4 separate regions of the Mus musculus genome follow, and all the other regions are linked to region 3. The links are chromatin contacts, called in public HiChIP or PLAC-seq maps. All regions are on one chromosome and are shown on one strand. Each heading gives the region's core, a stretch centred on a gene start, on an enhancer-like site or on the middle of the called end of the contact. The rest is flanking DNA. Distances are from core to core; before and after follow the strand shown.

Evidence for each region. HiChIP or PLAC-seq counts read pairs in DNA pulled down with a chosen protein or histone mark.
Region 1: a BATF HiChIP or PLAC-seq map of CD8 T cells shows a contact between it and region 3, with 6 read pairs. The contact joins two enhancer-like sites. A contact is called at or near these places in 3 of 484 Hi-C or Micro-C datasets (bone marrow-derived macrophages, pancreatic cancer cells and peritoneal macrophages) and 4 of 115 datasets of contacts at active chromatin or transcription factors (CD8 T cells, bone marrow-derived macrophages, embryonic fibroblasts and 1 more).
Region 2: a contact with region 3 is called in a FOXA1 HiChIP or PLAC-seq map of pancreatic cancer cells. The contact joins two enhancer-like sites. A contact is called at or near these places in 4 of 484 Hi-C or Micro-C datasets (adipose-derived mesenchymal stem cells, bone marrow-derived macrophages, pancreatic cancer cells and 1 more), 4 of 115 datasets of contacts at active chromatin or transcription factors (CD8 T cells, effector CD8 T cells, large pre-B cells and 1 more) and 1 of 9 other capture datasets (embryonic stem cells).
Region 4: a contact with region 3 is called in a FOXA1 HiChIP or PLAC-seq map of pancreatic cancer cells. The contact joins two enhancer-like sites. A contact is called at or near these places in 2 of 39 promoter capture datasets (the 3T3-L1 cell line and 3T3-L1-derived adipocytes), 3 of 484 Hi-C or Micro-C datasets (embryonic fibroblasts, pancreatic cancer cells and uterus), 4 of 115 datasets of contacts at active chromatin or transcription factors (the NIH/3T3 cell line, embryonic fibroblasts, pancreatic cancer cells and 1 more) and 1 of 9 other capture datasets (embryonic stem cells).

Annotation. Positions count from the first base shown.
Region 1 is chr16:55,551,669-55,558,307 of GRCm38.p6, reverse strand. The region is part of intron 1 of Gm45968 (a long non-coding RNA gene); the gene reads left to right. Among named protein-coding and RNA genes, the nearest start is that of Gm45968, 27 kb to the left of the region's middle. Within about 2 kb of position 2,932, at least 143 of the 459 cell types and tissues checked have an H3K27ac peak or open chromatin away from gene starts, as enhancers often do. A contact at or near this core is called in CD8 T cells and pancreatic cancer cells, where this site is marked.
Region 2 is chr16:55,627,966-55,635,307 of GRCm38.p6, reverse strand. No RefSeq gene overlaps it. Among named protein-coding and RNA genes, the nearest start is that of Gm23003, 37 kb to the right of the region's middle. Within about 2 kb of position 2,892, at least 51 of the 459 cell types and tissues checked have an H3K27ac peak or open chromatin away from gene starts, as enhancers often do. A contact at or near this core is called in CD8 T cells and pancreatic cancer cells, where this site is marked.
Region 3 is chr16:55,784,373-55,791,354 of GRCm38.p6, reverse strand. No RefSeq gene overlaps it. Among named protein-coding and RNA genes, the nearest start is that of Nfkbiz, 34 kb to the left of the region's middle. Within about 2 kb of position 2,269, at least 74 of the 459 cell types and tissues checked have an H3K27ac peak or open chromatin away from gene starts, as enhancers often do. A contact at or near this core is called in CD8 T cells and pancreatic cancer cells, where this site is marked.
Region 4 is chr16:55,609,029-55,616,332 of GRCm38.p6, reverse strand. No RefSeq gene overlaps it. Among named protein-coding and RNA genes, the nearest start is that of Gm23003, 18 kb to the right of the region's middle. Within about 2 kb of position 4,237, at least 30 of the 459 cell types and tissues checked have an H3K27ac peak or open chromatin away from gene starts, as enhancers often do. A contact at or near this core is called in pancreatic cancer cells, where this site is marked.

The DNA of each region.
Region 1 (6,639 bases), core at 1,683-4,182, 230 kb after region 3:
TGTTAGTCTTTACTTATAGTGGCAAGTAAGGAATTTTTTTAAAGCACACACACACACACACACACACACACACACACACACACAGAGTTTTATGTATTTAAATAACATTGCTTTTGTCTTTAGGAGTACAGTCAGGATCCATGCAAGTGTGGCTGATTCAATTCTACTGCATGAAATTCACATTTCTCTAAATAATTTGGTGATGCATCCATGCAATACACAAAATATTGTCTCTGCATGCATATCACTAAGTCCTTGTAAACATTCGTGATTTTTTTCCACAGAGAAAGAAGAACTGTGAACCATAGAATAGCATTATAAAAGGTTTTTTTATGTATCTTACCAAACTGACTTTCAGAGAGCTAGAAAATAATCTCACACTTAATTATTTAGAAACTCAGCAACTCTTTCTTTTATTTAGCAGGTATATTAGTGATAAAAAACTACTGAGGAGAAGGTCGGTGAAAAAAATTTTGGAGTTAGTTTACTAGTCTGTAGATTACTGATTCCAAATATGTGTTTCCACCAGTCAATACCACTTAGATAATTGTTTATACAGTTACATAGTATAGTCTGCTCACTTTTCTTCATTTTGATAAGAAATTCATGAAACAGCTGTTGGATATTTTGCTAAAGTCTATACCAAAAATTTTCCTATCCATAAAGATATACTAGCCTTTCCAGTGGATAGAAGTTTTATTAGTTTTATATAATAATCTCAGTGAATTTTATTGGTTTCTAATGATTACTTTTTATTTAACAACATTGATATATGGAACTTTTTATAATGATGAAAATGGTCTGTTTTCTGAACTATTCACTATCATAAACAGTAGAGGGTGTGTGTGTGTGTGTGTGTGTGTGTGTGTGTGTGTGTAATGAGTGGTGAAAATAAGCCTGGTACAACTCAATAATGGTTTTAAAATAAAAATAAATCATATAATTTTGAATAATGAGGTGTCAATAGTGGCTGCTATATTGGGCAATGAAGATTTACAGTATATGACAACACTTTTTCTTTATTATTCTTTTTTTATCTTATTCTTTTCTTATATATTACATCTTGACCACAGTTTCCCCTGCCTTCTTTCCTTCTAGTCCCTCCCCACATTCTTCCCTCTCCCCAAGATTCACTCCTTCATTTCCCTTCGGAAAAGAGCAGGCCTCTCTGGGATATCACCCAGTCACAACACAAGTTATAAGACTAGACACAAGCTCTCATATTAAGACTGTACAAGGCAACCCAGTGGAAAAGGTTCCCAAAAGCAGGCAAAAGAGTCAGAGAGAGCCCTGCTCCCACTGTTAGGAGTCCCACTAGAACACCAAGCTACACAACCATAACATACATGCAGAGGACCTAGGTCAGACCTATATAGGTTAGTTCATTCTCTGTGAGCTCTTATGTGCCCTGGTTAGTTGATTCTGTGGACCGTGTTCTTGTGGTGTGACAATTTTAAAGAATAAGATTACTCATGTAGTCTAGTGGGAGTTCAATATTAGTTTAAGAGACTTACCATTCCCAGATGCCCAGGGTTGCTCTCCTAATAACAGCTCAGTCTGGGTTTGTTGTTGTTGTTTGTTTCTGTTTTTTAATGGAAAGTTTTTAATCTCCAGACTTCTCTACAATTTCATCCTTTATAATCTGTGATCCATGGATGACAGTAATTTCTTGTAAGCAGTTTATATCAAGTTATTTTCATACCCCGGGATAATCGAAACTGGTGACATAATTTTTTTCTTTTCAAAGCAAACTGGTTTCATTTTCTCTAACAATGTTTATCTGAATCTTATATTGTGAACATTCTTTTCCTTGATGGAAAAAATATAAAGCAAAATGAATGCTAGACAATTTTGTACTGCATATTTCATCCTTGGCATTATGGCCATCTTTCTTAGAGCCCGATCTTTGCCTACTTTTTCTTCCTGAAGCTGATGTTGCTAGCTGCATTTTCTGTTGCTAATAGCAACCTTTGTTTGGAGCTGCTTCGGCTTCTCTGTAAGCATTTGAATTGCCAGCCTGGGCACTGGTACTCCCGAGTGTTTACCTAGAATCACTGGCTTTTTTTTCCTCTCCAGTATTTTGTGCAATTTGAAAAGTTGAATTCAATAGGAACATGCGTGGCCGTGTGTCTTCTTTCACAATGGCTCCTTTTGCAGCTCTGGGAAACATCACATCTGAGTACGTTTTCATTGACTTCAAACTTACCACGAGTGGTGGCTGACCCCTAAGAGCCAGGTCTAGAGCCGGGGCTGAGAATTCTCAGATGAATTAAATACCACTTTTGCCATTAAAGGATTTACACACTATCAAGAGAATGGGTCTCATGACTTATGTTCCAAAAGCCATGTGCAGAGGAATATACGGAGGGAGAGTGCTAATTATCCTTGCAGACCCTGACGGACAGAGTAGGAGTAGGAATTCTCTGGAACAACCAGGGAAGTCTGTTAAAAACAGAAAATATGGAGTTTGCATTGCAGAGAAAGGTGCTAATGTGGTAGAATGACTTGGTGGGACAGAGGTCAGGAGAAGATCTGCTCTGGAATTCATGAGAGTTCCGGAAGCTGAGGCAGGAATCTGGCTGTTTAGAGACGTGAGATGCGATAAGGCTGGCGCTAAGGAGTGGCTCAGTATCAGTAAGGTATCTTGCATGCTACCCTAAGGAATTTTGATGTAGTCTAAGTAAAACAAGGTGGAAGGTTCTGGAAGAGAGGAGGTAAAGGACTGGAATCCTTCTTTAAGAAAATGATCTGTTTCAGACATGTTAGACCCCAGAAGGCTCCTGCAGGAGAAACGATTCATCAAGTGGATGAACAGGAGCCAGGGTGCTGCAGAGAAGCAGAGCCCACATTTCAGACCGATAAGACTGTATAACTGACGGCTGTGGGGTAGGAAGGGGCCGGAAGGTGACTCACCGGAAGTTGAGTCACTGCCCTCAGATGGTGTGCTGCTTCCATAGCTGTCCACTGTTCCCCCTTGAGTCACCTTCCCTTTAGGGTCTCTGGGTGTGAGATCACGTCTGCCTCTCTCTGCAGACATTTTTCCAATGGCTGGTGTGAGCTAATTGTAGTCAGTATTTTATTCTTCCTGTCCTAGCAGTTCCAAGATGTGATTATCATGCCCAAAACTTCATTTTGAGACCATTCTAAATGTACGGAAGGGTTTAAAAAGTAGTGCATTAATTTCCTCTCTATCCTTGATTCAACTCCCTCAACCCCGATAGCACCTAACAATGCAAGAATGATAAAAGTTAATATGTTTACCTTAAAATTGAAACACTACTAATTATTTCATTTATTTGAATTTCAGTAGCTTTTCTGAATTTGTCTATAGGCTGATGAATGATACTTTTTGTGAATATATATATATATATATATATATATATATATATATATATGCTTATTTCCTGGTATAACTGTGGATTTTTAATATATTCTTAACTGAAAATATTTTTCCTTGAAATATATTCTGATCACAGCTTCCCCTGCACATCTTTTTTCCAGATCTTCCTCACTTCACGTACTTCAAAATCCATGCCTTCTCTTTATCTCTCTCTCTCTCTCTCTTTCTCTCTCTCTCTCTTTCTCTGTGTGTCTCTGTCTCTCTCTATCTCTCTTTCTCTCTAGAAGACAAATGGACAAAGGGGAAAAGAATAATACGAAATAAACAAAAAGAAAGAAAAGACACAAGAAACATACATACACACACACACACACACACACACACACACACACACACACACACACACACACACATAAAACCCACAAACCCCATGAGACCAGAAACAATAATATACAAACAAAAGACCAGTAAGGTAGACAAAAACAAAAGCCCAAATAAAGCAGTAAGAGAAAATAAAATGAGTTTAGTTTATGATGGCCATCTACAGCTGAGCATGGGGCTTGCCTTTAAGTGTGGGTTGAGCAACACGCAGCAAATACTCCCTTGGAGAAAGTAACTTTTCCTTTGTGAGCAGCTGTCAGTTGGAGATTGGTTCTTGTTTGGGGATGAAAGCTTATGGTCACATTCACCTCTCAGTACTGAGACCCCATCTTGTTTGGGCATATGCAGGCCCTGTGTGTGTATGTGTGTTGCTACAGGTCTCTCTGAGTTCCTAAGTGCACCAGTCCCGCTGTATCTGGTTTTCTTAGGGTCATCTATTCCCTCTGGCCTCTTTCACACAATTTCCTGAGCCCTGAGGGGAGGGATTTGATGAAACATCCTGTTTAGTACTGAACGTTCCGAGCTCTCTCACACTGTGCACATGGCCTGCCTGTGAGCCTCTGCATGTGTTCCCATCTACTGCATGAGGACGCTTTGCTGGTGATGGCTGAGCAGAACACTGTGATTTATGAGCACAGCAGGATGTTATTAACAGCCATTTTATTGCTACTATTGTCATTATGTTCCTTTAGCAGAACAATAGAATGTGGTTTTCTTCAGGGTCCCTGACCTATCTGGTCTCAGGTTCTTGGCCACCTGAGCGGTGTCAGGAATGGGTTCCATCTTATGGAGTGTCTCTTAAATCCAACCAGAGATTGGGTGGTTGCTCCCCGCATTGTGTGTGCCAGTATTTCACAGATTCGTATAGATTAGGGTACCAAGAGAGTCTTGTAATATTTGGTCTTTGATTCCAGTTGCTGACAGATAACCCCTCAGACTTTTTATTGAAACATAGTTTTGGTGTGTTTCATACATGAGTCTGATGAATTCTGATTAATGTAACCCCATCCTCTCTCATCTCTGTCACTCTTATTAACGCTCTCCTCTTTCCCACATCCATGTATTTTTCTGTTTTAGTTTGAGGCCCACTGAGATTATTGATCTGTGTGACCATGAGTGGAGCCTTGTGCTTTCATGGATGGATATGCAGCCATAGATGATGAAGATGATGCCTGCCTTTGCCCTAGTAATCTAGCAGTGGGTCAGTAGGGAGGAGTCTTGCCTCCTGAGCTTCAGTGGCTGACTGTTGACATGCCCAGTTGTTTGCAGGCCCATTGCCTTCCCATCCCTGCTTAAACTTCCTGCTCCGACTATTCTCTCTGTTTTCATGTCACTTATGCTTGCTATCCCCTGCCTTATGACAGTCCCCAATCCAGTGGCCCTTCTCTGGTTTCCTGGCTTCTACAGGTACTCAAAGTTAAACACACACACACACACACACACACACACACACACACACACACCTTAAAGGTGTGAAAGTAAGACCCATGTACAAGAGCATGAAGTCATTCTAAGACTGTTATAGATTCCTTAGTGTTTGGAACATATGACTTACACATCCCTTGGGAAAAGTTCCTTGGGATTTCCTTGGTGACAGACACACTTTTTGTTCTAATGAGGTGTTTCTTGGTGTGTTGCTGCATAGTAACCAGGTTCCAGAGAATTAGCCTTGTAGCTAGAAGGGTGGGACTTTCACCTGCACTCACCCCCCAGCCTCTGTGGAGATAGAGGGGGAGAAAGGCTGAAGAGTGAGGTGATCACCAAAGATCAGTGATGCAGTTAACCATACTCTCATAACAAAGCTTCCACAAGACCTCCAAGTGAGAGAGTTAGGAGAACCTTCAGAATGCCGATCAGGTACCTGGACTGTGGCACAGCTGGGGAGACATAAATGCTCACCGCCTCCTCATACACATCTGTCATGTGCACCTTTCCATTTGGCTATCCCTCTGTATCCTTCATTATATTCCATGTCAATATAAAAATTAGAGCAAGTGTTTTCCTAAGCCATGAGAGCTATCTTAGCAAAGCAATTGAATCCAAGAAGGGAGTCACTGATACCCTGATTTATCACAGGTATAAGAAACAGCTTACACCTTTCAGTTGCTGTCGGATGCCGGGGTGATAGTCTATGACTAAATGTTTAACCCGTGGGAGCCAATTCTGGGTTCAGGTAAGTTCTATCGGAATTGTAGTTAGGGCCCATTGGAGAACTGCCTGTTCTACAGGGAACTGCTCTCACATCTGTTGTTTTATGTTGGGTTGTAAGTATTGGATGTATGTAAGTAGTAAAATAATAACTGGGTTTTTCCTCTTTTGCAGCTAATTTGTTAAACATCTTTCATTTTTCTTTGTCTTTCATGATTTTGACACTTTCCAAAGCACCAGTTGTCTTCGTGGGAGATGCTCTTCTTATCATGACTAATATGAGATTATCTTGTATTTCACAGTACACTGTGGATGTATGAACCCTTTTCAATCTTTCATACCAGGATATATATAGTTTCTATGCATATTATTGGTGATGTTTTGATAGCTTCATGAAGATAATATCTGTCAGAGTCTCCACCATCAATTTTCCATTTTCTTGCTTATTACTCAACACTTTAAGGAAGATAATTATAGATATACAAATATACTATTTCTGCTTAAACTTTTGCCCATTAATTTTAACTTCTTTTGGTGGATCTTACCTTCCACAACTATTCCTATGGTTGTCTGATGGACGTTTTCTATGCATTATGTAAAATTCTTCTACCAGGAAGACTTGTCTATTTATACACTAGACATTAATTGTATTGTTGGAAGTATAATCTAATATTACTGTTATTGAACGTCTGAAAATTTTCTGGTCACTGTATGCTTTTAAGGACCCCTTGCCCTTTCAACATGGTTGCGTTTTTACTTCTAACAATGTT
Region 2 (7,342 bases), core at 1,643-4,142, 160 kb after region 3:
CAGGGAGAATCACGGCCCAGAGTCCTGTTTTATCCTCTCCTTTCTTGGTATATAGTCAGCAACTATATTGGTAAATTAAACCTGATATTGCTTAGATGCTATTGGTTCAGTTTTTTTTTTTACAAGATATTATAATGTTATTTGTGTGAGATTTTTTAGAGATTCATCATTTCCCTTTGACATCTGCCTACTCCATTTCTGGAGGGAAGGAAGACAAAATACCTCTCAGAGATAGGAGTCAGTCTTAGCCAACTATTTGGGCTTTGGGCCTCCGACTTCTCAGACTCAAGTGTGTAGTGTAGAGAAATTTTATCCAGCAACATGCCTGCTTTGGCAAAGGAACACATCCAAAGACCTAGGACTGTGTGATCTGACTGGAATGACACACATTTAATCCCTTTGGCTGGAATACAGACAGGACCTTAGTGCACACCTTTAATCCCACACACTGCAGGCAAAGTTAATTTGTAGGAGGAAGCAGCCATGTTTGGAAGTGACTTTTAATTGAGTAACAAAGTGATGAATAAGAGAAAAAAATTTGATGGAATGAATCAGAGAAAGGATTCATCCCTCTTAAGAACAGTCCAGGAAAGAGAGGTCTCTTAAGAGAGAAGCTCAGAGATAAATGGGGGATGGTAGAGGGGAAAAGGAGAGGGGAACAGGGAGGGGAAGGGGAGAGAGAGAGAGAGAGAGAGAGAGAGAGAGAGAGAGAGAGAGAGAGAGAGAGAGAGAGATTGATTTTGGGGGGGGCAGGTTTACAAAGACAGGTTATACATGAAGATAGAAGGGGCCAGAGAATGAGGAAGATCCAGAAGGTTAGAATCCAGAAAATTCGAACAGATTGCCAGAATTAGTTTGAAGCCAAGCAGAGCAATTCAGTCAAAAGCTAAGAGAAGTCCATTTGAATCAGTCAGTTTGGAGAGGAGTTTTGAGCCAAAACAGCTGAGTTGATAGCTAGTAGCTTTCAAATTCGTATGAGAATAATTTTCAGTAAAATATACATATCTTATTGATATGGTACTTAGTAAACTCAGAATAAAGATGTCATGAAATACTATTTTATTTATCTCTTTTTGAAAATATATAAATGCATTTTGATTATATCCACTTATAACCTTCTCCAACTTCTTTTTGGCTTCTTTCCATGCTCTCTTCCCACTTCATATTTTCTTTTTCTTCTTTTTCTTTTTCTTTATAATTCACTGAGCCAAATTCATACTGCTTACAGGCATATGAGTGTAGGACACCCTCGAGAACAGGCAACATATAAAAGGTTGCACCCTTGAATAAAAGTGACCCTCCCTCTCCTGCCATTCATAAGCTGCTAATAGCTTCCAGCCTGGGAGTTATCTTGACATCCATCATGGAATGTTTACTAGTTTGGTCTTATTCAAGCAGCCATAACTGCTGTGAATTCATAACTAGTAAAGGCTTCACCATTCATTAGCACTCAGAGCCTCGGGTGTACTAGACAAACATTCCTGCCACTGAGCTACATATATTCTCAGCCATGTTTGTTTATTATTACATGTGACTCAGTAATTTGGTTCTATAAACTATTAATAGATATTCACCTGCCATTTGAAAATACTGATCTGTTTTATCACATTTGTTCTGTTCTAATTATCAATATAATCCTGAGGATTAAACTGTAATTACTCTAATTATATATCCCTCCTTCTTCACAGAAGAGAAGTTTGTATTTGTTAATCTCTTCTTTCCTTGCAGTGATTTCACAGATATTCACTCTCATGAAGAAACTAGGTTCAGTTGTTCGCTGTTCTCCCTGCGCTGACAGGCAATCAAAAACCCTCTGGTCTGAATACGTCTGTAGGATGTAAATAAGAAAAAAAAAATCACAGTCTTTTAATTGTTTTCAGTTCCTGGAAGAGGATTTCGGTTTGGTTAGGACTATTTGTGGTAATCCTTTGGATTCAAAATTAGTATTTCATTAACCAAATTTGTTCGTTTAAAAACTTGTATTTTTCTTCCACCTTTACTACACACCCATTAACAATTATGCAGGAATGCATCTGCCCTAGGGAAAACTGTATCTTTATTCTGATGAAAACTCACTAAGAGTCAAAGAAAATTCCAATTGTTCTTAGCAATACTGTAGCACAGCATTCAAGGGATGTAGTACCAAGGTGTGAAACAGTGTTACTCATTTTAGCCTTGAGAGCATTGTAATAGAATTCTAAAATACAATAGTTGAAAGTAATTTTTCTGTCTATTGATAAAGATATACTTGTAAAGAATAAATAGCTATTGTATAAATATTAAGTGATTATCATTTGTGAAGGACGATATCTTTAAAAGTATTTTTTCCCTAGATAAAAATCCCTGATCCACCAGGGTTTCTCTCTTCATGGTGTTTGAAGACATCATTAGGGCTTTTATGTTCCCCTTGGCACTCTTGCACACATAACTTTACAGGAAGTAACTATTGAAGGGAATGTTTCATGTGCCATCAAACTTATTTCTGTTAAAGATGTTGATAGGAAATGAATTTGAACTTTCCTTTCCTTAGATGCATATAGTATTAAAATTTTTGGTTTGCATGGACCTAAGGCAGAGCCTCAATAACGGTAGCTATAAAATGCTCATCTGTATTACTAATTGTATCTTCCTTAAATTCACACACACACACACACACACACACACACACACACACACACACACACTTATGTGTATATGTATATGTACACACACTCCTGGTATGTCACAATGTGACCTTATTTGGAAGTAAGTTCCTTACAGATATGTTTATTTAAGACGAGTAATATGAGAATAAGGTGCCATGTGAAGAGACAGACACGCACAGAGGATAAGCAGTGTGAAGATGCAGGGGGAAGAGAAACAGCATCACCATGCCAAGGAATGACTAAGGCCACTGGAAGCTGGGAGAGAGGAATGTAACAGACTGTGTCTCAGAGTCCTGGGCGGGGGTTTGGGGTGGGGGAAACAACCTTGCCAACCTCTTCACCACAGATGGAACTCCAGATCTGCAGGACAATGGGTTTCTGTGGCTGAAACTGTGTACCTCTGTTATGGCACTTCAGCAAATGATATCATTGGGAAGGCCAGTGAGAAAGAAATGTACTCTGAAAACAGAGTGTCCAAGCAGAGTGTCCATAGGAGAACAGGAGGTATGGAGTGATGGCAGATAGATCTTAATGTCTTTAAACAGATTTATTTATTTATTTATTTATTTATTTATTTATTTATTTTACTAGAAAATGTCAGTTGGAGACCTTTTTGAGCCTCCAGTTTTTTTTTTTTTTTCTGGACTAAAGTCGCACTGATTTTCACACAGGAGCTCTAGTGCAGTTCTCTCCATTCTGCTGAGTGTGCTTTCTAGCTTCTGTGCACACTCTCAGCAATAACACACATTGAGTTCCTATGGTGTGTCAGACAGTGTGCTGAGAAACACGAATGGGTTCAGCTTTCTGAGGGTGCCTGGGCCAGAGGTTAAGTCATGTGACCTGGCTTCAAGAGAGTGGAAACAGGGAACTGAGGCACCTCTCAGGAGGAACACAAAAGCTGATATTAGTCAGTGGTGGAAAGCTTCCCAGAGGAACTGGCTGAGCATTGTTGAGAAAGAAGAAAGAATGGAGATGAGAAGTAGGCATGGGGTTACAAGAATAATTTATTAAAAATAAGAACATATATAGCAACGACTAGAGTTAATGTAAGTTATCCAGTCTACTAAGGAAGGGGCTTATTATCATCATTTTTCATTCAAAATTACTGAATGGTATCTACTTATGGCATGTGATGTAGTAATTTAATATGACACGCTCATAGACTATATCTTTAAATAAAGCAAAACTTCCATTTTTAAAATACTTATTAGTATTTTGTACTGGGAATATTTTAATTCCTTTCCTATTCTTCTAAATCCAATGTAACATGAAGAAAAGCATCCGTAATGCAGCTAAGAATAGGGTGGAGAGAGCCGACTAGAAAATTTTCTGTAAGGAAGGAGATGATTGTGGCTTTGATTCCTGTGGTTTAATTGTGGCAGAAGTCAAAGGGAGGAGTTGAGAAATAATTCAAGGGTAACAACAAAAGCCAGTGACTGGCTACATACAAGGAAGGGGGTAGAGAGGTGGCTTCTGGGGCTTGCTTTCAGGGTTATAGAATGGGCTGAGTGTTGGGGTCATTTACTAAGCAGGCCATGCAGGAAGTAAACCAAGACTGGAATGGCAATGCATGTGGTGACTAAAACACATGAGGGGTCCATGAGACATCAAAGGATCAGCATCTCTCAGCCTTTTCCCCGTCTCTATATTTTACCATCCATCAGCATTGTCCTCCCTGCCCCATTTACTTCAATAAAAAAAAAGTGTGCGTACTTCAGGACTATTGTTTTATCCTTGTATCACTGAGCTTAGGAGTTCTTCTTGGGATTATCCATACATTCATTTGTCTCAAACAGGATTAATTTCTCTAAATTCAACACGTGCTTAAAGCCATGGAAAAGACTGTTTTTAATGGCCACAAGAGCCCAGATCAGAACACAGCTTACACAGGCTCAAGGCCAGGTTCAGATCTTTTCTCTCATGGTAGCTCAAGTCTTCTAGGATGTCTCTGATGGTGCAGATGAGAAGATTCACAGCCACCACTGCGACTCCTCAGATGCTCTCCTGTACTCTTTTCCTTCCTGTTGAGAAAATGTTTCCTTGAGAACAACATAATGGATCTCTAAATAGGGTTTGCCTGTAGTCAGTGATAGATTGAGAGACCAGCAGAGTTCATTTGGGACAAAGGACTTAATGACAAATGGTCCTGAACCAATTGAATGCTGACATCCTCCATTTGGTAGCAGCCCTCAGTGGAAGATGTTTCCTGGTCCTTAAGTGGATGTGTAATGATAAAAGCCAGGGCCCTGTGTGACCATGGACTGAGTTCAGTCCTGACCAGCTGTGTGATTCCAGACAGGTGCTTTAATCTCATTTTCTTTTTTCATTTAATTGGCTGATGGAAGCACCCAATCTACAGAAATGGTGAAGATTCAAGAACATGTGTGTGAATTCATGTGCTGCAGTATCTAACACACAGTAAGCATTTAACAGATATTAATTTCTCTTTCCTGGATGACTGTTTTAGGATGGATTACCATGCTAGCTGGTGGTAGTGGTGGGCACAACAGAAGTGTAAATGCCCATACCTTAATATGTAGGGAGGGCCCTACATATTCCCTTTAATAAAAAAATCTCCCATTTTCCAGGACATGCTAACAGTCAGAGCATTCTCAGGTCACACAGAAGGTTTGTTGTGCTTTAATGTACCTTGACTGCAATTGATTATTTGCTCTGGGTATTGCTCATCCCAAGACAAGGCAAGTAAAAAGGTGCCAACAACCTTCGGGTGACTTTGAGACAATGATAGGCAATCCCTTCCAAGCACTGCCTACTTGTGCCTCTTGCCATTAAAGCTGAATATCATAATACCAGGATGAACAACTGAGCTAAAATCACCAAGATTGCTTCTATAGCACTTTAGAACCAGTTGTTTTTCTTCCATGATGTGATGGAAATCTGTTTTCTGTTGTTCTTTTCATTGCCATTTTCAATCCCTTTCTCCTGAGAGATTTAATTGTAGCTATAATATGGGCTCTAAGCCAGAGGAAAATTTGATTAACTATTGCAACAGTAAAGGTTTTGACTTTCTTCCTCCTATTAAACTTTTACCTTCAGGTCAGTACCTTTATGTAAAGTCTCTATTCTCAGAGGATATAGTTTTTGAAGAATTATTTTCAATATCTCATAAAAATCAAACTTTCCCTCTCAGTTCTCTTGGGATCATCTCAAAACCCTCTCAGATGTCCAAAGGTAAATATATTGCACGGTGTCATTGAGGATCCTGCTATAGTTTCACATGGAGAAGGATCTTTAGACTTTGTGAAGATGAGTAGGGAGAAGATGGAGAAAGTATCCCATGAAATGATTATGCTGTTTGAACATGAGAGGGTAGGAACCTAGGAGTGTGGGGACTTGAATATAGATAATCGTTCCTAGAAATGGATGCTAGAGGCTTCACAGAGGACCAGACAGAAGTAACCAATGTCTGTATGAAAGAAGAGACCCTTAACATTGCAAGAGAGATACTGAGGTTTCTGAAAAATCTGTGCCCTCAAATTTATTTGTGCAGTAAAAAATTAAAATGCAAGGTTTTGGAGTCCTATACTCCCTTATTCCTCATGAAGAACATGAAGACCAAGCTGCACATCTGTTACAAATGTGTAGGGGGTCTAGATCCAGGCCCTGCAAGCTCTTTGGTTGGTGGTTCAGTCTCTGTGAGCCCCCAGGGGCCCAGGTTAGTTGACTCTGTATATTTTCTTTCTCTAAGTGCTAAGCTAGCCAGACTTGCTGTGACTACTATCAGGAGCCATTTAGGAGAGGATAAGGCTAGCAGTAGCAGGTGAAATTCCTGGAGATGGCCCACATTTTGCTCTGTTTTGTTTTATTTTGATTTGTTTTCATGGTCTGCGATGGATGAGCTCTGAGAGGCAAGGACCCAAGAGACTTCATCTCAGGATTGTTTCTTGCAGCTGATATGCCTTTCCTGTCAATATTATTACATAGTCTAAGGATTTCTGGACATTAGTCCACCCTATTGGGAATATTTCCTGCAGATCAACATAAAAATGAACTTTCATGAATTAATACTGTTTAGAAGAATTAATGGTTTTTATAGAAATCCTGATTTGATTCATATAATTTTAGAAAGAAAGTTTTAAGAGATGGTTTTAGTTGTTTTGCTAGAAAGATATAATAATGTTAGAATCAAGAATAGAATGTACACATTCTATTCCTGGGACAAATTTGTGATCATGGAAAAGCATTCATTCTATGTCAGTTCCAAGGATGAAACCACAGTGTGCAGTATGATAAAGGGACGCCATGTAAAACTGTTGCTTTGAACTTATAATGAGCTTACAGAATGAAGCACTGCTTTGTACTTAATATCAACATCCTTCTGTAACTCCTCTTTTGTGTAACATTTTATCTATGAGGTAATTTTTGCCTATAAAAAAGACAGAAAACAAAAGTGGTGGCTTGGGGGGTTTGGCCCCACCCATCCATTCATCCATCCATCTATGCATCAATGCATTCATACATCCAAATGTATGTCTGTGTTATTTGGGGCTCAGTTCCATTCACCAAATGTATATATGTGTGTATGTCTGTTTGTCTATATGTACGTGTGTACGTGTATATATATGTAAGCATTCAGAAATATTTGTGAAGTTGATTGAGACAGGGTGGGTGAACCCTACCAGAACGTACATGCATATGAATGTCTAGGTGTCTGTGTACATTGTCTGTGTGAATGA
Region 3 (6,982 bases), core at 1,020-3,519:
TGAATTACTTTTCTTGGAGAGATGGGAACGGATGCTTGCTTACCCTGGATAAGGCTTTGGTGGCAGGCCAAAGTAATGATTCCACCCAAGTGTAACTTGGCCAATGAATGAGTTTATTGAACATGCTTACAGAAGTATGGATTAGTCGGTACTTATAGGAGCACAGGTCCTCTCCAAAGCTGCACTACTGGTATCCCAGCTTCATTCAACTTTCTGCCTCCTGCACCCCAGAACTTCCCTTAAGACTCTGTGCCTCTGGTGGCTACGAGAGAGGGAATATTGCTTGTGCTCTCAGGTGAGGTCCCTGTGACCCTCCCTCCGCTTCTCTTCCTAGGGAGTGTTCACAGCTTCACCACTCTTATCTTAGACTTAGATATTACTCTTGTGTTCTGATTTTTGCCTAGTCTCTAAGACCAAGCAGTCTTTAGGTTATCCCAACAACCTCTCTGTCCATGATGGCTGTGTAATGTCCAGAAAAAAAACCACCTTCCCTTAACAGCTGATAAAGAATTAATACAAGCCCAGTGACGTGACAACACGAACACTGATGGAAATGGAGAGAAATGTGGAGAAAGACTGGGAGGCGGTGGGTAGTGGTAGGTAGGATCTCAGATCCAAGTCCTCGGTTCTGCCGTTAGGGTAGGGACCTTTGTTTGATGGGGAGCTTCTCAGAAGATAAACACTAGGGAGGAGCATCGGCTTGTCTTCCTCTATCATCTTCCTTTTTGGTATGAAGGGTTGGTCTGAAAAAAGGCGGCTGTTTGTTCACTTCTCACAAACAGTGAGATCTGGAGGAGTCTAGTGAAGTCGATTGCACATGGCACGTCAGGTTGAGCAAGAAACCTTTCCTGTTCCTTATGGCCTCTGTTACATAATGCCCCAGGGAATGAATGGCCTTTATTTGCTCTAACTCAGGAAAAACTGAGGATTGACCACATCGTCAGATAGTTTGAGTTCATCGAACAGCCAGTCCAACATCAGAAAGAAGGAAAGACATGAACAAAAGCACACATAGAAAACAGAATTTGAGATCTGAGATCTGAAATGTTAGGAAATGAGTCTGGAGGGAGAGGCCAGGGTGTGTGTGTGTGTGTGTGTGTATGTGTGTATGTGTGTGTGTGTGTGTGTGTGTATGTGTGTGTGTGTGTATGTGTGTATGTGTGTGTATGTGTGTGCATGTGTGTGTGTATGTGTATGTGTGTATATGTGTGTGTGTGTGAGTGTGTGAGTGTGTGAGTGTGTGTGTGTGTGTGTGTGTTTTGAGATGCAGTCTCGTATAGCCCAAGCTTGCCTTCAACTTAGGTAGCTGAAGATGACTTTGAACCTCTAATCCTCCTACCTCTTCCTTTTCAGTGGAAGACTGTAGGTGTCCATGACTGTATCTGGCTTCACAGCAGCTACTGAAGGCTTCTTTTTGTTTAGGATGTTAGGATATGGAAGAGTAGGGTCTCCAGAAATAACTCAGTCAACTAAGACCCAGGATCGGGTTGCAATCTATGATGTCTTGAAGCTATGTATAGAGGTATTCTGTGGTCCATAGCAAGCATGGGAAGGGCTTGATTTCAATTTGTTGTTACCTTAGCAAGGACACATAGATCTGTTTTGAGTACTTCCCCTTAATAGTGCCCAGGTTTGAGAGCCCTTTACTTGCGATTCTGACACTAACCAAGACACCAGGCTTCCTAATTTTGCCATGTTACCATTCCTTTTACCTCCAGCCTGGGAACCCTTGCCTCTTCCCCGGGGTGGTAGGAGGGGGAGGAGAGAACAGAAAGTTCCCTTGGAGCATTAATCACCAAGGAGAGGCAACTGGCAATAAAACCCACAGGGAGCCTGGGCTAGGCTGGCTTTCTAAGTGTGGCTGAGACCCAGCAAATAACTCACTCTGATTATACCACCCAACCCTTGGGTGAAAATGAGTCAGTCCAGGGAGCATCCAGGTGGAACCCTGGAGCAGCTGAGTCCTTTACAGAGGGGGAGGAGGAGGGGAAGGGGGAGGAGGAGGGGAAGGGGGAGGGGGAGGAAGAGGGAGGAGGAGGAGGAGGAGGAGGAGGAGGAGGAGGAGGAGGAGAACCGCATTGCCACTATTAGGGAGCAAAGGATTCCCAGGGGTTCTGGGAGGGAGTTTCTGGGCTTTCTGTTCTTCTTCTTGACTAGATGATCCTGTTTTAGTTTCCTTTCTAATAAAATTATCTTCGCACTTCTATGCCTGTGCTGTGAACTTGATCAATTCTGAACTACATAGAAATCACTTGCCCATGAACTACGTACGTAGAAATGAGGAAGCAGAGTCAGATGCAGTTTATATTGACCACTCGGGATTGAAAGGTAGTTTAAAAAAAATCTGAGTTGTTGTAACCACTGAGTCCCCTGCCCCAGTACCTCTGACTTAATACTCCTGCTGTAATCTCACCCTGCTGTGAATATGGCCCACCCGCAGTGAGAATTGCTTCCCCTGTGCTTGTCCTCTACCCATAATTCCACTTTCTTACCCGGAAACACCCTTGACCTTTAGTAGTGAAGGGAGACAAACCCTGAGGCAGAAACCACGAACCACAGCCATTGTCTTCTCGTGCAAAACTGGGGCTACCACCATGTTTTACTGGTAATCACTCTTTGACTTTCCTTGGCAAGTGGACTGCTCTTCCTCCACCCCCATCCTGTCCTTTCTTTGGGTCCATTTGTCCAGAATCTAAACTATATAGGATCCCATCTTCACCAGCACTAACATAAGTTTGGTGATGTGGTTATTTTATTATTTTAAAAACCTTTATGTAAGTGCATGTGTGTGTGTGTGAGTATAGTTTCCCATTATGCACACAGAGAGGTCACAGGATAATCTTTGGGGTCCTTTCTTGCCTTCCACCTTGTCTGAGACAGCCTCTTGTTCAGTACTTTGTAAACCGGGCCAACTGGCCCATGCGTAAGCTCTTGGGGACTTTCCTGTCTCCAACTCCCATCTTACCACTGCGTCCAGCATCGCTGTGTCCAGTTTTGTGTGGGCTCTGGGGATCCGAACTCAAGCCTGCATGCTTGCCGTGACCAGTGCGTTACCCAGCGTGTTTGGTTCCGAAGCCATTCCCAGTATGTATCACAAGTGTCCTGTTATTCTGAGCTTCACATTAGCAGCCGAACGCATATTCCTCCCAGATCCCCAGCGAAATACTTCAGCTGAAATACTTCAGCTTCGGTAAGAGGATCTAGTAGAGTGAAACTTCCAGAATTCCTGTCTCTCAGCAACAAGATTCCTAGACTTTCCCACAACCTCTGTCGGATCTTTGGGTCTTAATTTCCTTTCTACTAATGTGACTATTCAAATTATCTTAAAACAACACGGATTAGTCATGACTCAAGGTGCAGTTTTTGAAGCCTTGCTTCTTTTTGTGACCTCCCTTCCTCTTCCTCCTGGCACGAGCAAACATCGGGTGGTTGTGTAGCGAAGCCGAAGGAAGAGGTGGGCTGGGGAAATGGAGTTGTTTTTTGTGTGGGTGAGTATCATAACCTTTTCTGGTTGTTTGCTGCTACACCAGTAGCCTTCTCTTAACCAACCCCTTCCCACCTCTTTACCCTCAACCCCCCCCCCCCCCGAAACCACAACCACAGTTAAATAATTAAGGGCACGAAACAAATAAAACTGCCTGTGTGTGAATATGCCTCTCTGGTCACGCTATCCCCATGAGAGACACCACCCCATCAACAGAATTCTACGGGCGAGGCAGGTTCACAATGGACGGGAAAAAGAAGGCCAGCATGTCTGGGCAATGGCCTGTTGGTTTTTGGAAGCTAGAGGAGGGTGGGGCAGAGGCACTCCCAAGAACTCTGGCAAACTTAGGTGGGAGAGGAAGAACAATCTCACCTCCTCAGCCATTGGGGCCATTTATTCATGTTCCGGCTCCTGGCTGAAAGAGGCTTTTAGGAGAGTCTCCAGGCACTGCAGCTTTGAATGTGAATGAGACGATTTTAAACACTTTTTTTCCCCTTCTAATACAAACTTTTAAGGAGACTTCTAAAGTTGCTGTCTCAGAATCCAAAGGCTCTACTTAAAAATGTAACTAAAGAGTTAAATTTGAGAACGATAATTACACCTTTTGCAACTTTCCGGGCTTTGGAGTCCTGGTGTGAAGTAACAAGGTTATCTATCCATCTAGATTCCCCTAAACTGAAGAGGGAAACTTTTACAAAATACAGCCTCTGAGCTTCACCCACGGTCAGTGAAATCAGAACGATTTTCAGTGAGTTTAAAACTCCCTGTTGAGTTTAACGAGAAGCTAGGTTGCACCTAATCCCGCCAACTAGCATCTCTAGGCATTTGATAAGTATTGGCGTGATGCTGCATCTTGGGTCCAGAGATAAAGAGGTGACGTGCCCCCGCGCCCCCTCCTCCACCCTCACCCCATGAGAGGGATCGAGAGTGGGCCTCCAAGTCAGAGGAGGGCTCCAAGTCTCAGGAAAGGGGGGAAACCAATGGAGAGCAGGCAGAGGAGGGCGACTGTGTCGAGAGCCCTAGAAAAGGAGGTCTGTATCGCAGAGCAGAGCAATAAATACAGTCAGACTCTAAACCACGATCTACTGACCACAGAAAGCTCACTGAAGGCAGGGTTGAGATAGATCAGTTGCAGCGGGACTTCAATTAGCTGAGGCAAGGGGGAAACAAACACGAATGAGCGCTATACTTTGTTCTCTTTCCTTATGTCAGAATATGGCCACCACTGTCCTTAAGTTGGTTTGTTTGTTTTTTTGGTTTTGTTTTTTTAAAATTCTGTACTACCAACACTGCAAGTCGGATAGTCAGCCAGCGCACCGCTACCTAACCAGAGGGTCCTTTACTCCCACGAGGCTGGCTGCTTGACAGAGGGTGTTGGAAAATATTGAACGCCGAGGCATTTACTGTCTTCCCTGGGCTTAGTGACCTTACATCCTCGTATTGTCGTTTCTGTATTTATTTCTCAAAGCTCAAGCCTGGGAAATTTTGGTGAAGGCCCTGAGAGATAAGTTAAAAAAAATATATATATCAGTTTTAAAAGTAAGCCACAGGCCTGGCTTTCTTGGTTCAGCATCTGGTTAGAATCAGGCAGTTTTGGACTCATATTCTACCTAGGACCTTCACCCACCATCTCCTCTTCCCAAGTACTCTTTTTTTTTCTTTTTAAATATTTTTATTAGGTATTTTCCTCATTTACATTTCCAATGCTATCCCAAAAGTCCCCCATACCCTCCCCCCCACTCCCCTACCCACCCACTCCCACTTTTTGGCCCTGGCGTTCCCCTGTACTGGGGCATATAAAGTTTGCAAGTCCAATGGGCCTCTCTTTCCAGTGATGGCCGATAGGCCATCTTTTGATACATATGCAGCTAGAGACAAGAGCTCCGGGGTACTGGTTAGTCCATAATGTTGTTCCACCTATAGGGTTGCAGTTCCCTTTAGCTCCTTGGGTACTTTCTCTAGCTCCTCCATTGGGGGCCCTGTGATCCATCCAATAGCTGACTGTGAGCATCCACTTCTGTGTTTGCTAGGCCCTGGCATAGTCTCACAAGAGACAGCTATAACAGGGTCCTTGCAGCAAAATCTTGCTAGTGTATGCAATGGTGTCAGCGTTTGGAGGCTGATTATGGGATGGATCCCTGGATATGGCAGTCTCTAGATGGTCCATCCTTTTGTCTCGGCTCCAAACTTTGTCTCTGTAACTCCTTCCATGGGTGTTTTGTTCCCAATTCTAAGAAGGGGCAAAGTGTCCACACTTTGCTCTTCGTTCTTCTTGAGTTTCATGTGTTTTGCAAATTGTATCTTATATCTTGGGTATTCTAAGTTTCTGGGCTAATATCCACTTATCAGTGAGAACATATCATTTGAGTTCTTTTGTGATTGGGTTACCTCACTCAGGATGATGCCCTCCAGGACCAACCATTTGCCTAGGAACCATGTACTCTTTTAACGTTTTTGTTTTGAGAGAGGGTCTAGTTAACTTATCTGGGGCAGTTTTTAACTTTCTTTTCAGCTCAGGCCTTGAACTTGCCATTCTCCTGCCTCAGAGTAGCTTGGATTACCATAATCTGGCAAGTTGACATTTTTGCTTTCTTTTTTAAAAAATTCTTACTTATTTTTAGTTTACATGTTTGGGTGTTTTGCGTGCCCTTAAGTCTATGAACCTTGTGCTCATGAAGGCCAGAGAGAATATCATTTCCCCTGGAACTGGAGTTACAGATGGTTGTGGGTCACCATTTGGGGGCTGAGAATTGAATTTGGGTGTACAGGAAGAGCAGCCAGTGAGTACACTTGATCACTGAGCCATCTCTTCAGCCTCAGGATGATTTTCTCATAGAGTAATTAAGAATAATGTGCAATGTAAGTTTATGGCGTGGTATAAAATTTTTTTAAAAATTAAAAAAGTATGTCTGGTAAGACACACACACAGAACTTATCACCACTTAACAGTGCAGTTCCTTGGTGTTCAGATGATTCACCGTGTGTGTGTGTGTGTGTGTGTGTGTGTGTCTGTGTGTGTGTGTGTGTGTAAAATTATCTCCAAATCTCTTTTCATTGTGTAAAACTGAAGCTCCAAGGTAAAATAGCTGCCCCCGCCCCCTTGCCCCACTCTGGAAACCACCATTCTACATGTGTATTAACTTGATGACTCTTAAGTACCTTTCACAAGTGAAATTCTACAGTAATTGCCTTCTTTTGATTAGCATATTTCCCTTAGCGTGATTTCTTTAAAGTCTCTCCAAGTTGGAGCACAGGCCAGAAATCCTTTCTTGTAAAGTGCTGAGTCACACTAACCTGTGTGTCCAGGCGGGCCCAGCTCTGTTTCCCCTGCGTCCATCCTGCTGTTAGGTGTGTGCGGGTGCTTCCCACCTTCTGTCTGTCCTGAACTGAGTGTCTATAAAGACAGATACAGGGCTATCGGCTCAAGCCTCTGCTGGACAGACTTTTTAAGGAAAAAAACCGACTCTGTTCCAAGGCATCTGTGTAATTTCCCACCCC
Region 4 (7,304 bases), core at 2,988-5,487, 180 kb after region 3:
GTATATGTATATGTGTGTATAGTATTAAAGGACAGAGTTTGATATCTGATGTTTTCCTTGGTCAGAAGCGTGTTGATTTAGCTCATTCATCTCAGGAATCCCCTACCTCTGCCTCTCAAGAAAGTGCTAAAATTCCAAGTGGGCGGCCATACCCACCTACCCTTTTAAAAAAGCATGTATGTATGTATGTATGATGTATGTATGCGTGTGAATAGGTATATGCATTGCCAGAACACAAGTGTAGAGGCCAAAGGACAGCTTCCAGGACTTGGTTTTCTTCTAATATATGGGTCTGAGGGATTGAATTAAATGTCAGCCTTGGTGGCAAAAGCATGCTTACCTGCTGAGCCATCATAAGAACAGATTCCAACTTGGCTTTTATGTGGGTACTGGGAATCTGAACTCCAGTCCTAATGCAATAGGGAGCAACTGTTTTGTTCAGTGAGCTATCCCCCAGCCCTTCCTTCTTTATTGACTAAGCTATCATTGATGTCTCTTAAGTCAATACATGTATATCTCACTCTTTTTTTTAAATGGGTGCATCCTTTACTATGTAGCTGGCAATCAATATTTGTGCAAACATTTACCTGTTGAGATGGCATGTCCTCTTGAGGTGTCTTTGAGTCAGGCAAGTTTGTGGTGAAAGTTTGTGAGGGCACAGTTAACTTTAGCTGTAGATTCTTGTGTAGCAGCTATTTTGAGTGGTTATCATTAAATTTTACACTCATTTTCTTTCCGATTTCTCCAATGACTGTGCTCCCATCTCCTGATTCTAGGGGAGGCAGAATCAAGGACCTGTTGCCTTGAGGCATGATGACATTTTATTTTCCTTTGGGCCTTTCCTGTCTCGCTCTTGCGTCACTTGTATGACTGCAGTCACTTTCCCAAGGAATGGCCTGTAGTGGTGGTGGTGGTGGTGGGGTTTGCTTTGAGATGACAGACATACATATACAGGCTGCCTTAAATGTGTTTATTTGATACACCAGTGTTTTTTTTTCAAGAATTAAAGCATTACACTCTACAACTACATGTGTTGTCAGATTACATTTCTAAAAAGTCTGTGTCAGATTCCAGGCCAAGCAGCAGTGCATAGAAACCCTGCTCATGCTCACACTAACCAGCAGAGGCTGTGTTGAGATTTTTGCCACTCTGGTTTGAATAAAATGTGGTGTCACTTTTCTGTGACTTTCCTTTCAGACACATTAGGTTAATATGATCTGAAGAAGAACCACAGTGTCTTTAAGTCACATTAGTGAGATGAATATATTTTTATGTATTAAAAGATTTATACATAGTACTATCGGAGGATCCTGTAATACCTCTCCTGGACATATATCCAGAAGATGTTCCAATTGGTAAGAAGGACACATGCTCCACTATGTTCATAGCAGCCTTATTTATAATAGTCAGAAGCTGGAAAAAACCCAAATGCCCCTCAACAGAGGAATGGATACAGAAAATGTGGTACATTAACACAATGGAGTACTACTCAGCTATTAAAAAGAATGAATTTATGAAATTCCTAGGCAAATGGATGGACCTGAAGGGCATCATCCTGAGTGAGGTAACCCAATCACAAAAGAACTCACATGAAATGTATTCACTGATAAGTGGATATTAGCCCAGAAACTTAGAATGCCCAAGATACAATTTGCAAAACACATGAAACTCAAGAATAACAAAAACCAAAGTGTGGACACTTTGCCCCTTCTTAGAATTGGGAACAAAACACCCATGGAAGGAGTTACAGAGACAAAGTTTGGAGCTGAGACCAAAGGATGGACCATCTAGAGACTGCTGCACCCGGGATTCATCCCATAATCAGCCTCCAAATGCAGACACCATTGCATATGCCAGCAACATTTTGCTGAAAGGACCCTGATATAGCTGTCTGTTGTGAGGCTATGCCGGTGCCTGGCAAACACAGAAGTGGATGCTCACAGTCAGCTATTGGATGCAACACAGGGTCCCCAATGGAGGAGTTAGAGAAAGTACCCAAGGAGCTAAAGGGGTCTGTAACCCTATAGGTGGAACAACAATATGAACTAACCAGTACCCCGGAGCTCTTGTCTCTAGCTGCATATGTATCAGAAGATGGCCTAGGCGGCCATCAGTGGAAAGAGAGGCCCCTTGGTCTTGCAAACTTTATATGCCCCAGTACAGGGGAACACCAGGGCCTAGAAGTGGGAGTGGGTAGGTAGGGGAGCAGAGAGGGGTAGGGTATGGGGGACTTTCGGGATAGCATTTGAAATGTAAATGAAGAAAATACCTAATAAAAAATTGGAAAAAGATATATATAAATCTATGCCAAAAAATCCTAGCTTCATAAGATGTAAATAGTGGAAGTAGATAATTTAAAAGAAAATTTGATTTTAGCATGTATGAGGGAAGGCCATCATAAATTCAAAGTGGGGATATTCTTTTCCATAAACATAGACGGATAAGCTTGAGAGTCCTAGAATTGTACTTTAAAAAAGAGTCTAGATGCTTTAACAACAATAACAACAAAACTATAGCATAAACAAACTAAACCATAAATAAAGCCAAAAGAGAAAGATAGAGTGGATAAAACACCACAAAACACACATCTTGAGAGAGTCAGTCTGTTACAGTTCAATAGATAAAGGATTAAAGAAGAGAATGTGCAATCATCCTCTTAGCAGCATAGCTCCTCCCCAGGTTATCTTATGTTCCTATAAACAAAAAGAGGCCTAGGAGCACACCCAACCTTTTGAAGAGAATTTGCTCACACATAACATAAACAATGAAGAATGCAATCATTGCCCTGGAACACAAAGGCCTTGTTTATGTAACACAATAGAACCAATATGGTAGTTTTCACCTAGCTAGACCTGAGAATAATTTCCTTATATTATCCAGACTGTCATTTACGCACTTATATTCACTTAGCCTACATTGCTCATCTGATTGCCCCAAGAACATATAATTAGGCAGTTTCTAAACCTGAAATATCCACTTCAGTATGTGTAGAGTTTCCCCCATGATGCCATTCATGAGATAGAAACCTTGAAGTTACCGCCAGTCTAGACAATGTATTTTGAAATCTTAAAAGCATTTTTTTTCCAAAGGAAAAAACCCGACCTCATTTTACTCAGTACACAAAATAGATATATTGCAGCGCAGTGATACCAGATGGGTTAACATTTCCATTTCTCCTGCACTCAGTGCACCATGGTGAAAATAATAGTATTTCCTTGTCCCTGTTTACACTGGCTGAGAACCATGAATTGTGGCTCTGCTCCAAAGCTGGTGACTTATCGAGTCATAACTCTGTTCACCCACAAATTAAATATTTTTCTGTACTTGCCCTTTGGATAGGATGCTGGTGGGAGGAGATAGGGTGAGCCTTTAGATCCATGAGCTGCAGCAGGGCATTGTTGATGTGGGTTTTCTAAGTTCAGATACTAACTTTAATATTTGAGCAGGGCAGTGAAGAATCAACACGGGTCTACTGTGTTTTCCTCCTCTAGATTAGTTATTATTTTTTTTTTTTGCATAAGTCTACTTATTTCTAAATACACCCAGAAAGATAAAAAAGATAGCAGAGTTGTGTCTCCAGGAGGACAGTGACAGTAGGTTGTAAATAAAAAAAGAAAAAAGAAAAAAGAAAAGAAAAAAAAAAGAAAAAGTTCAGAAACTTCTTTAGTGTCGAAGATATACAATATACAACTCTGATTCGGCTAAGCAGATATTTTAAAAATTGAATGGATTTCACTGAATTTTGTGAGAAAAGCCTCTTAAAGGCAATTTTGGTAGCTTAGGTTCAAATTTGAGTTGCATAAAGAATTAATGAAGTGTAGGAAAGATAAATGAAGCATCTCTCCAGGTCTCCCTACATAATTAATATGTAGATCATGAGGTTGTTTGAGCTCTGGGTGTTCTCTTAGCCCAGTTTAGAAGGATGTAATGTCTTATTGCATGTAACAGTGGCTCAGGAACTCCACCAGGATGACTGCACAGTCTTTGTTGTTTGTTTGTTTTTTGAAACAGCTCAGCTCAGCTTCAGCTAACTATGTAGCCGAGGGTAGCCTTGAACTTCTCATCTTCTTGCATGCATCTCCCAGGACTGGGATTACAAGCATATAGCGCCACGCCCAGTTTTATTCTATGGTCTTGACCTAAAAGATTGCAGCACAGGTTTATCTGTGAGGCAGTTTCGAGAAGGTCAAACAGTGATCTCAGCTGGTGACTGTCATCTACTGACGTCAAGAGCACTTCATAGCTTGTCATTTGGTGTATTTTTAGATTCCAAAGACATAGCTGGTGTATTTAGTAGTATCAGTCTTGACTCATGAATTTTTGTTAACCTTCATCATCTGTTTTTAATGGACAGATCAGAAAAACATTTTTTTCCCTCGTCCAAGTGATCATTTTCCTCAGAAAGTGGATCATAAAATATCGTACCCACATACTATTGTAGAGAAAAAGTGATTGGACAGTACAAGTGCCACTTGTTAACAGAGCAAAGAAGAGACACAAGATCTCCAAGTGTCACTTTTCTTCAAGTGGAGATAGTAGTTTTTGGCACCATGTGGCATGCTTTCTGGGTCATAAAGTCTGCATTTAGAATTATAATACCGACAAGGGTCCCATTCTAAATGAGCTTTGGCAGGAGCTCATTTATTTCCTTAACTATCTATTTGGAAGTGCAGAAAGGAATGGGTCCCAGGTGGCTCCAAGATGTCATTAATGGCTAGGGATATTTTCTCGGGCAGGGAGAGAGGTCCTTTCCAGCTGTTTTCCTTTGCAATTCTAAGATGATTGCCAGAGGCAATAAATAATAAATAAGAAATCAGATGTTTTAGTTGAAGAAAGAAAGAAACTTTTAACTTTACACTATGGAATCTAAATCCTTTGCTATGCTGTTCGGCCAACTTTGGTCATGTGTGCCCTTTGCACTCTACTTCAGATAGACTCATGGTGATACAATGCTTCAGTCAACATATTGTCTGGGAAATGGAATACATCATAAGTGATTAGTTATGGTATCTACCGTGTACTTACAGAGTAATTAGTTGAGAGCTAATTTAGATGTACAATATCTGGTCATAAACGGCATTTGCTAAATGGTAATTAGTACACATTCTGGTTAATTATAAATGGACAGGCCACTTTGAACTCATAGTTTACCCTGTTTGACCTAAACTCATTGATAAAGGAGCTAAGAGCTTAGCTTTGACTCAATGATTTTTTTTTTTTTGTACAGAGAAAATAAAATTTGAAAATCCTATCTTATACCTATGGTGCTAAGCCCCATAAACATTTCACACATTTGCCACTGTTTACAGTAAAACCCCATCAAAAGAGCATCAATGAGTCAGAACAAATCCATTATCACAGTGGAAAAACAACTGAAGTGAATGACTTTTTAAAAATAATTATTGAAAATAGATTCTTGTATCATACAATGTGTCCTGACCACAGTTTCCCTTTCCTCTGCTCCTCCCAGCTCCACTCCCCCGAGCTCCAACTCTCCCTGATCCAGTCTACCCTCTGTGTCCCTTCAGAAAAGAGCAGACCTCCAAGAGATAACAGCCAAACAAGACAAAACAAGATGCAATCGGACAAGGCAAACGCCCTCATATAGAGCCTGGGCAAGGCAACCTGTAAGTGGAAAAGAGTCCCAAGAGCAGGCAAAAGAGTCAGAGACAAGATGTTTATAAGAAAAACTATGAGAAGACAGACTTTCTGAGGCTTCTTGCTTGAACCAAGGACCTTACATATCCCAGGCAAACACTGTATTATTGAATTACGCTTCACTCCCAAACAATTAGTCTCCTACCCCCAAACTACTTTTAAACAACTAATTTTTATGCAAGGAAAATGAATTAATAAAGTCAGTTTTGTATCTTCAGAACATATATTGAGTTATCAAATAAAAGCATTGGTTTCTCCATATAGAAGTACTTGTAGACCAAGTACCTGGATTATACTAAATGTTAAAAACCAATTCCCCACTAAGTAATCAGCCCCCAAAGCAAGGATAAAGTTTATATCTTAATCAAGTTCTTACACTGGTGTAATCAGACCGGGAAAGGAATGTTTGGGATATGTACATAATTCACGCACGTCCTTTCTTCTAAGAAGAGTAACCTATACAGTGAAATATGTTGGTCCATGTGTTCACATTATTTCTTAAGAAAATAAAACGATCAACAATTTGTCAAGATCAGGGAACAGCTGACCCTCTCCATCATCATAATTTGAGAATTTACTAAGAAGAATATTCACAAAATAAAGGTCACAGAGGAGAAAAAGTACAGGAGATTATAGGTAGTATTCAACACAAGAACACAGCCCACAGGATCTAAGCAGCACTCATAGGGGCTCGCAGAGACTGATGGGATGAGCAGAGAGCCTGTATGGGTCCGAACTAGTCCTCTGTATATATGTCCATGTATGTCCATGTATGTCCATGTAGCTTGGTATTCTTGAGGGACTCCTTACGGTGGGAGCGGTGGTATCTCTGACTCTTTAGCCTGATTTGTTGTTGTTGTTTTCATGCTTACTCTTATTGTATCTTGTTATGTTGTATTTGATTGCTATCCCTAGGAGGTCTATTCTTTTCTGAAGGGAAGTGGAGGACGATTGGATCTGAGGAGAAGGGGAAATGAGGTGAGGACAGTGAGGAGTTGGGGGAGGGGACACTGTGGCCAGGATGCAATTCACAAGATAATAATAATAATAATAATAATAATAATAATAATAATAATAATAATAATAAAGTTTAGAAGAAGAGAGAGCTACCTGCCCCCAGTCTCAACTCTTGTCTCTGTCCATTACCCATGCTCAAGACCTCCAGGAACTCCAAGGACTGGCAAGCCTGTGTGCAGAGGAGGGGCTCTGCAGCTCAGTGAAAATGTCAGTACACTATTTCAGCAGATCCATTCTTTGGTAAACCTGAGAAGATCCTGTCACCATTTCGCCAGGCTCTGGCACCTAGAGGCCATGAAGCAGTTTTGGGGACCAGTTGGGAATTTAGATCCCTTGTCTTCTTGTGATTTTATTTTCTGATTGGCATTTTCAACATACTCACTCTACCCACTCTCCCTCCCACATTTTCCTGCCTCCTTTCTCAGCTTGGACCCTTGCGCTCCTGGTGTTCTCTATTCTCCTATCACATGTACTCTGCCTGCTCACACCTCTCGAATCTGCCTGGCTGTCTGCTTTTCTGTGTCTTCTTAGTCACTTGGAACTTGGATCAAAATCTATGGCCAGGGCCAGGAAGCTGGAGTGGGTGGGTTGGTGAGCAGGGGGAGAGGGGAGGGGATGGGGGGGGGTTC